Linked DNA regions of Mus musculus: all the other regions are linked to region 2. The links are chromatin contacts, called in public promoter capture Hi-C maps. All regions are on one chromosome and are shown on one strand. Each heading gives the region's core, a stretch centred on a gene start, on an enhancer-like site or on the middle of the called end of the contact. The rest is flanking DNA. Distances are from core to core; before and after follow the strand shown.

Evidence for each region. Promoter capture Hi-C pulls out the DNA fragments that hold promoters and counts their contacts.
Region 1: a contact with region 2 is called in a promoter capture Hi-C map of pre-B cells, with 8 times the contacts expected there. The contact joins the promoter of Kif2c here to the promoter of 9930104L06Rik in region 2. A contact is called at or near these places in 2 of 39 promoter capture datasets (liver and pre-B cells) and 1 of 9 other capture datasets (liver).
Region 3: a promoter capture Hi-C map of pre-B cells shows a contact between it and region 2, with 2.9 times the contacts expected there. The contact joins the promoter of Ebna1bp2 here to the promoter of 9930104L06Rik in region 2. A contact is called at or near these places in 1 of 39 promoter capture datasets (pre-B cells) and 1 of 484 Hi-C or Micro-C datasets (CD4 T cells).

What each region holds. Positions count from the first base shown.
Region 1 is chr4:117,181,372-117,184,277 of GRCm38.p6, forward strand. It overlaps Kif2c (kinesin family member 2C), which reads right to left and starts at 1,253. Exons shown (of 20, transcript NM_134471.4): 1 at 1,060-1,253. The coding sequence starts at 1,120.
Region 2 is chr4:124,935,232-124,938,329 of GRCm38.p6, forward strand. 9930104L06Rik (RIKEN cDNA 9930104L06 gene) reads left to right here and starts at 1,817. Exons shown (of 5, transcript NM_177573.3): 1 at 1,817-2,102. It overlaps Cdca8 (cell division cycle associated 8), which reads right to left and starts at 1,686. Exons shown (of 10, transcript NM_026560.4): 1 at 1,358-1,686; 2 at 1,124-1,252. The coding sequence starts at 1,451.
Region 3 is chr4:118,619,436-118,622,528 of GRCm38.p6, forward strand. It overlaps Ebna1bp2 (EBNA1 binding protein 2), which reads left to right and starts at 1,364. Exons shown (of 9, transcript NM_026932.4): 1 at 1,364-1,562; 2 at 1,647-1,730; 3 at 1,926-2,098; 4 at 2,635-2,758. The coding sequence starts at 1,497. Cfap57 (cilia and flagella associated protein 57) reads right to left here and starts at 1,350. Exons shown (of 23, transcript NM_026789.5): 1 at 1,241-1,350; 2 at 814-975. The coding sequence starts at 970.

The sequences.
Region 1 (2,906 bases), core at 3-2,502, 7.8 Mb before region 2:
CACTTCCAGAGGATTTCACAAAACACCAATGAACATAAAATAAAATAATAAATTTAAAAAGCAACAAACAAACAAAACACCAAAGAACTAGGCCTGTGATGGTGCATGCCTTTAATCCTAGCACTTGCAAAGTACAGTAGGTGGATCTCTGTGAGTTCGAGGTCAGCCTGATCTACAAAGCAAGTCCAGGTCCAAGGCCCTGTTACAGAGAAACTGTCTCAAAAAATAAAACAAAACACAAATGCTAGTTAGTAATTCTAGTGGGGTTCACCCTTAGACCATTCCACAGTGGAAGTGAACAGGGAATGGGCCTTAAACCCCAGCTCCATAGGATAAAATTGCATCACCGCTCCAACAGAATGAAGATTCATTTGAGCAAGTAAGTTACTACATTCCTTGGAGGAGCTATTCCTGAACACATCAGTAAAGAGCTGGACCGCTGGAGTTCCCTGGTCCATTTTTGGCAGTGGTTGGCTAGTCCATGAATGACCCGTTATTAGACCTGTAGAAATTGCTTAATAAAGACAGATGGTTGAGCCGGGCAGTGGTGGTGCAACGCCTTTAATCCCAGCCCTTGGGAGGCAGAGGCAGGGGATTTGTGAGTTCGAGGCCTGGTCTACAGGAGTTCCAGGACTACACAGAGAAACCCTTCCTTGAAAAACCAAAACAAACGCCAAAAAAAAAAAAAAAAAAAAAAAAAAGCCGGGCGTGGTAGTGCATGACCTTTAATCCCAGCACTCAGGAGGCCGAGGAAGCCGCGGGTCCAACAAAGCAAAACAGGTTCAGAGGAAATGCATCCAATCGCTATAACCTAGCTAGGCGCACCAATAACCGCAGACGTGCTCCGCCCACACTCAGAAAGCAGGCAAGGGACCCACAACCAAAGTAGCGTTTTCCTCCTGTGTAGGGGACACCGACTGCCAGTGTAGTGACATGGACCCCCTCAGTGTGGAATAAGGGAAAGTATCCCAAAGCTTTGCCACACGGAGATTCAGATAACCATCTTGGCAGTCTCACCGCTCTTGGGTCGTCCCCTTGGCCTCAAGACCCTGCCCTCACCATTGCTGCGTTGAATGTTGATGGAGAGACCAGGAAACAGGCGTGCGTGAAGCGACTCCATGGACTCAGGAACAACAACAGGCAACACAAATGAAAGAAGCTTGGAAACCACGACTCTGCTAATACTGCGCTGTGTTAACAACGCCTAAACCGCTGCAGTTTAAATCCCGCGCGCCAGCCTCCCTACAACGTCACCAGTGCGACGCACCGCAGAGCAATGTGGGATATGTAGTCTTGGTCTCCGACTTCCGGCGCGTGGCCGGGCTCCCGAGCTCTGAGACTGATGGGAAGGGTTTTTGGTTGGTTGGTTGGTTGTTTGGTTTTTTCGTTTGTTTGTTTTGTTTTGTTTTTCTAGCTCTTGCTGTCCTGGAACTCACTCTGTAAACCAGGCTGGCCTCGAACTCAGAAATCCGCTTGCCTCTGCCTCCCGAGTGCTGGGATTAAAGGCGTGCGCCACCACGCCCAGCTGATGGGAAGGTTTTATGGCTTCTGGCCTTACCCTCCCGCTACCAGGTCGAACTTCTGCCTTTATGTAAGACTAGGAAACTTATGTATAATGTTTCAGTGAGGGCCTTGTGATTCTACAGACAGGGGTTCAAATCCTGGTTTCTTGATGATTGCTTTCTCTTTGAAATGTATACAATATTTCGAAGACACCAATTAAAAATAGTCACATGCTAGTGCTAGACATAGTGCTAGATTGGGATAGTGGAATAAACAAGACGAATGGTTCCTGTCCGTGAAACTTTTTTTTTTTTTTTTTTCCTATTAGGAACACGGGGGAAGTCATACGGTGGTGACTCGAGCCTTTAATCCTACCACTAGAGAGAGGCAAATTTGACTTCGAAGTCAGTCTGGTCTACAGCCTGAGTTCCAGAATAGCCAAGATTACACAGGGAAACCCTTTCTAGAAAAACAAAACAAAACAGAACACAAGAGAAGCGGGGTATGGTAGATCATGCCTATAATCCTAGCTCCCTGTAGATGAAGAAAAGAGAATAATTTCAAAGCCAACCTTAGCTAAGCAGCATGTTTGAGGCCAGAGTGGGCTGTGTGAAACTGTCTCAAACAAACAAACAAACAAACAAAAAAAGATGCTGGCAATGAAAAGCAGCCTACAATGCCTAAATGCTGGAATTAGCATGAATCACCATACCTGATTTTTGTCATTATTTATAATGTCTTTTTGTTTCGTAGTACTAGGTATTAACTCCAGGACTTTGTGCATGTGCCACTACTGTCCGGCTTCTAGGGGAACGTTCTTACACTGAACCACATCATTACTGCCCCAGTATGCAGACCTATGCAGACCAAGAACCCCCACCGCCCCGCGGAGGATATGTATAGTGTAAATGGTGTCTAGCCCTTGGTCTATCCAACCTTGACAAGCCTGAAGACCTGAGTTTGATCTTCTGGACCTACATGGTAGGAGAATGAACTCCCCAAAGCCTCCACAAATGTGCCATGGCATGCACCACATACACACACACACATACTAAATAAACAAGTTAAATGTAGTTACATTAAAAACAAGAATAGTGCCAGGCTTGGTGGCACATGCCTTTAATCCCAGCACTCGGGAGGCAGAGGCAGGCAGATTTCTGAGTTCGAGGCCAGCCTGGTCTACAAAGTGAGTTCCAGGACAGCCAGGGCTATACAGAGAAACCCTGTCTCGAAAAACAAAACAAAACAAAAAACCCAAACCAAAACAAATACTCTTTGTTAGGGCTGGCGAGATAGGTCAGTGGTTAAGAGCGCTGACTACTCTTCCGAAGGTCCCGAGTTCAAATCTAATGAAATCTGATGCCCTCTTCTGGAGTGTCTGAAGACAACTACAGTGTACTTAC
Region 2 (3,098 bases), core at 567-3,066:
CTGCATACACTAATGAAAACGCTTGCGTTAATTTATTTGGCCGTGATGATTTGTGATTTGTCTTTTGTTTTTGTTTTTTATTTTGGTTCTTCGAGACAGGGTTTCTCTGTATAGCCCTGGCTGTCCCTGAACTCACTCTGTACACCAGGCTGGCCTCGAACTTAGAAATCCACCTGCCCTGCCTCCCAAGTGCTGGGACTAAAGGCGTGCGCCACCACTGCCCGGCCTACTCCTATCTTTGTAGTTCACAAGACAGAGCTGTTTGAGGATACTGTCCGAAATGAGCTCTGACAAAAAACAAATAATTTTTCTCTTAATTTATTCATTCATTTTAGAAGGCTGAGTTTGTACAAGTATTTCCCGGATGTGTGAAAATTATGTGAAATTGACATTTCAGTTTGCCCAGAAATCAAACTCATCACGGCTCTTTTGGAACTGTAACAGAAATGCAGTTCCAGAACTCAAGACTGTTTGTTACCTGGCCTGCTAAGGACAGTGGTTTGCCTACCACTGGCCTGGCTGGATGGCAGGCAGTTTCCAGTGGGGCTGAGCAGTAGGGTCTCCCCAAAAGATGGATGTGTTCTCCCAAAACACTCCCCCTGGATACAGAGATGCTGAGAAGACATGATGCGTCCTGCTCTTACAGTCCTCTCCCTCCGCTGTTAAGCTGCAGGACAACTCTTACTGTCCTACTGAGCGACTGCATCCCTGCCTATTGGCAGGTAGGCTAGCATAGGTTAGGTCATGTCAGTGCGGAACAGCCTCCCCCAACCCCTGAAAAACCTTCAATTATCAGCTCACTTTGTACTATAGATTTGAGATCTCGGCCTCGCCCCTCTTCCTTCAGGCCTCCATCATTCTATTTCTGGTATATCTCTTCTAAAGCTCTCCCATTCAAACGTGAAGGTGAGATGCACTGTCCTAATAGCGCTCATCTGAAGGGTAATTCATGCCTACTTCTTTCCTATGGGCCCACCATTCTTTTATAAGTTATGACAGATGGCAATTTCCTACCGGTGGTTATTTTAGACCTTATTAAGAAGGGGACATCTGAATGAGTCCCTACAATAAGCTTTCAAGATAAGCACTCGTTGGTCACGGGGAAAACGCTAGCAGCTCTTACCGAAGTAGTCAAGCCACTTCATCCCTTGCAGCGCCTTGGGGAGCCGAAGGATCTCGATGTTGTACAGATTTTCCACCTCCTTGAGGAGGGTCTGTCTGTCGGACTCAATTTGCTTGGTTCGAACTTGCACTGCAAAGAGGTGAAAGCGGACGGATCCCGCGTCAGGTGTGCGAAGCCGTCGCATCCGCGTCCCAACCCACCCAAAACCCACGATCACGCGAATCCACCCCTTACCCTCGCGGTCGAAGTCCTTCAGGAAGGAGGCGAGCTTCCGGCTCCGCAGCGTGTTGGTCCTGGTTCCGCGGCTGCTGCGTTTCTTGGGAGCCATGGCGCCTGGCTGCGTCGAGCGAGGGGCCAAGCAGCCGGCTCCGCGACTGAGACGGGGAGAGGGTGTGAGCGGTCGGAGAGCTGAGAAAGTTCAGTCGTTGGAGTCTAGGTTTCCAGAACTCTGCCGAAACCTACCTGCAGGTCCCAAAACACAGTCTGAGGAACCCTCACAGCTCCAACTAAGGGACGGGCGGCTCCTCGGTTAACCGCCACCCAATTCAAACTCAACGGGCACAGCCTAGCCAATAGCAAATCGCCGTCTTAGGACGGTTCTCACCACGCCCAATCACAATAAAGCTTCTTCTCCTTCCGCCAGCCAATCCTCATGGAGGACTTCAATGCCCAGATGTCATTGCGGCACACGCCATCTTTTCGCGACTCCAGAGTCGTGCTAACTGGAAGTAGAGTGGTGAGTTCGTTCTTGTGAATAAGCGCGGTGTAGTTTTTGATGTACTCAGCGTTGACATCGCAGGATTTACGTTTTCCTGTTGATTTAGGGCTGGAAATCTTAAAGAGAGGCGACAAGACTGACTCCAGAAGCACAGGTCCCGGAACAGACAGACCCCAGAGACTCGCAGTCTAAAGCAGATTGCCCTGTCGTGAAGAAACCCCTTCGGAAGACCCGAAGCAACGGTCTTCCTGCAGAGAGAAGGTAAGAGGACCGCCAGAATCAATATTCTTGAGTGTCCGCGGTTACAAGACAGAGACACAGCTCCACTCTGCAGCGTGGGGAGTTGCCCTAGCCTTTTAAGGACTTGAGCTCAGTTGATGGCCCTGACGCTGAAAAGAACTCAGCACTAGCTGAGCTCAGTTGATGGCCCTGACGCTGAAAAGAACTCAGCACTAGCTGATTTATGAAGCAGAGTTACATGAACATATTTGCTACGGGGCCTCACCATATAACGCTGGCTATCTTGGAAGTCTCTGTGTATACTAGTTTGGCCTCGAACTCACAGAGATCTGCTTGTTTCTGTCTTTCCAGTGCTAGGATTAAAGATGCATTCGACAACTCCCAGCCTATGGCTGTTTTAAATACAGGCATAAGCACAAGAATTAAGAGAGAGAGGCAGGCACCTAGGCATAAAAGACACTTGCATGCTCCTCAGAGAATCTCAGAAAGTTAGACATAGCCACGTGGGTATGAGATTCTCTAGGGAGATCAGCAGTTGATTTTCTTTCTTTTCCCCCAGTTTCTTGAGACCAGGCTGGCCTCAAACCCAAAACCCGGCTCTGCTTCCAGAGGGCTGGAATTAAAGTCATGTTACATTAGCCACAATTACTTATTTTGGTGGCTTTCAGTTTACATCTCAAAAGGGTTTCTAAAAACCCTTGTGACTCCCTTCAAACAAGAAGTTGTTTGATAAGAGAAGTAAGTGAGGTGGCTTTCAAGATTCTTTGATGGTATTAAATCCTACAGATGTAAATGGGGTAGTGTGTGTCCTTTCTCTGTAAATGGGATTCCTGGTGAGATTTCTAGAACATGGAAGATTTACAGCAGGAAGGAAGAAAGGCTGTTCACAGTTGGTAAGTGTACTTGCAGGAATTCTTCCTTCATTGTTGGCTGAAGGTGTCAGCCCACTTCCAGGACTAGGAGTTCTTGTTTGTGTCCCCCAAAGTCTCCCTACCTTTCATTATTGCCTTGGGACTA
Region 3 (3,093 bases), core at 114-2,613, 6.3 Mb before region 2:
TAACTGAAAAATTGGTAAAACTATTAACATAAAACTAGGGATATTCCAGGGGCTGGAGAGATGGCTCAGAGGTTAAGAGCACTGGCTGTTCTTCCAGAGGTCCTGAGTTCAATTCCCAGCAACCACATGGTGGCTCACAACCATCTGTAATGAGATCTGGTACCCTCTTCTGGCCTGCAGGTATACATTCAGGCAGAAAACTGTATACATAACTCTTTAAAATAAGTAAATAATCCGGGCAGTGGTGGCATACACCTTTAATCCCAGCACTTGGGAGGCAGAGGCAGGCAGATTTCTGAGTTCGAGGCCAGCCTGGTCTACAGAGTGAGTTCCAGGACAGTCAGGGCTACACAGAGAAACTCTGTCTCGAAAAACCAAAAAAAAAAAAAATGTTAAAAGGTTATTTGTCACTTAAGATAAAAATTTCAGCGTCTCCATCAGACATGGGTTCAATGAAGGTCATGTACTCTCAAAACCGTTAGACTCAAAAGAAGGTTCTGGTGAGGACAAACACAACTGCAGGAGAATACAAGAAAAACACTGTTTAAAGTAACTCTTCTCTGGAGTCATTGTGGAAAAGTACTTTTAAAACGTGTGTTATTTTACCTGTCATTTTGGCTACTTGTGTCACGTTAATCTATGATTAAGTAGTGTAAATGGCCATTTATTTTGTTTACATTTATAAAAATATGTGGATAACCCAGTTATCAAAAAAAAATCTTCCCAATCGTTGAGATTGTGCGGTTTTGTGTAGCACATGCCTTTAATGTATGTGTCAGAATGGAAAAGGTGGTTTCTTTTTTTCTTTTTTACCTGCAATGAATTTTTGCCATTTCTGATCTATATTGTACTTCACACAGTGATTTCCTGAAGGAAATATAATGATCTGTTCATCGAAGAAGAAGACATTGTTGGTCACGTGAGGCCGAAGACCAAAAACATGAAGCGCCTGAGCTACCACGGTGGACATGGTACCTGTCAAAAAGTATTGCAAAAGATGAAGAAAGAGGCAAGTAGGTGGGAGTGAAGCCGAGCAGCGCATCTCCCTTTCCTGCCCCGCCCCGCCCCGCCCATGGCCCCGGCCCGCCCCTCCCTGACCCCGCCTCGCCCCTCCATCGCCCCGCCCCTAGGCTCCTCTTCCTTTCCACCCCACCCCCGGGGCTCTTTCCGAGCCTTTCCTTCCTCTCCTGCACTCCCACCGCCCTCAGATCCTTAGGAGGACCCCAAAGAAACTATTTACCTCTTGCTTCACGGCTCTGGGTTACTAGACTACGTAGGGATCAGTAGGTGCTCTTCCTAAAGATCCGAAGCAATCCGGGCACGCCCAAACGCTAGAGCAGTTCCTATAGCAACGAGAAAACCGGAAGTGCGGCTATGAACCCGGAAGCGGAAGTCCCTGTTGAAAAGGCAGAGGCTTGTGGAGAATTTGTTGGCGGTGGTGCTGCTTGTGGGCACGTGGAGTGGCAGCCGAACCTCGCGGGGCGGAAGGCCGCGAGATGGACACCCCTCCGCTTTCAGAGTCGGACTCGGAGTCGGATGCGTGCCTGGCCTCAGATCAAGAGGTAGGCCGCAGCGGAGCTAGCGGGGCAGGGGCTGGGACGGGGACTTTATTTAGCTCTTTGGTACTGAGGCTCCCCGGTCTGTAGTTGCAGGATGCGTTTTCCCGCGGACTCCTGAAGCCAGGTCTCAATGTCGTGCTAGAGAAGCCGAAGAAGGCAGTGAATGACGTGGTGAGCTCGTGCGAGGGTCGGGGTCCTTGGAACAGGATGCGCACAAGCGCTGTGCCTCTTGGGAGACCGATTCTGGTGGGAAAGATGCACCCTGCGCTGCGGTCGTCATCCTGTGCGGATATTTGAGCATAGGACTTTGGGTTTCTGAGAGTCAAACTCGCGGTTCTCATGAGCGCCTTGTCTGACTTAACCTAGAGTGGCCTGAAACAGTGCTTGGCTGAATTCAGACGGGATCTGGAGTGGGTTGAAAGGCTCGATGTGACCCTGGGTCCAGTGCCAGAAGTCAGTGAGACTCAGCCAACACCTCAGAACCAGGACCAGAAGAAAGGCGTTAATCCAGAAGACGACTTCCAGAGGGAAATGAGTTTGTATGTTTGTTATGGGTCCTGCGATGGAGTTACAGGAAGGGGGTCTTAGTGTGTCTGCAACCTCAGAGGCACTGGGCGGGGTTAGCACGAGCGTGCGAGTGGATCTAGCGGGTTCCTCTGGTGGAAAGAATAGGTTCTTGGTCGCCGTTTAACCAGAACCCTGCTCGAGGGATGTTTCAGAATAATTCATTTGAAGCTTGTGTGGGTGCCTCCAATCATTAGAACACACTTTGCCTAGGGAATGTTATGAGTGCTCTTTCTGTAATGATTGGGAAACAGTTCATAGTCTGCGCAGTATTTAATAAGCTCGTTGTTTTAAACTGACTTGCTCTTGGAAGTATTTTCCCCTCGTAAATAAACATAAAGTGAGATTTCAGTTATATGTGCAATCAGTGGAGTTTTAGTTGGTGTGTCTGTCTTATCTTGCCAGTGCTGGTGGGATGTGATAGCTCTGAGGTTAGGTAACTTCTGAGAGGCAGTAAGAAGACATGAGCGCCCTTCCCCTCCCCTCATTACACCCTGTCCTGTAATGTCAGCTACCGGCAGGCCCAGGCAGCAGTGCTTGCGGTATTACCCCGACTCCATCAGCTCCAAGTCCCTACGAAGAGGCCCACCGATTATTTTGCAGAAATGGCCAAGTCTGATCAGCAGATGCAAAAGGTAGGTTTTTCTTCTGGAAAGCCAAGGTTTCATTTGTTCAGCTGGGTCATTCCTGTAGTCTTCAAAAAAAAAAAAAGATGTGTGGTGTTTGTAGCCAGTATTTCAACAGTCTCTGCTTCAGAGCCATGCCAGTCGCCTAGGCAAATTAGAGAGAGACGGTCTGGAGAAGTATGGGCCCTACGAAAAGAAGCTTGCGTATTTCTTCCCTGTCAGAGTGAGTGGAGTGGACAGACACAACAGTCTTAGAGTTCTGGCCCAGCAATGCCAAGGAGATTACTGTTGCTTCTAGATGGGGTTTTCCTCTCTGGCCCTTTAGCTTTTTAGAAATGGAAGAC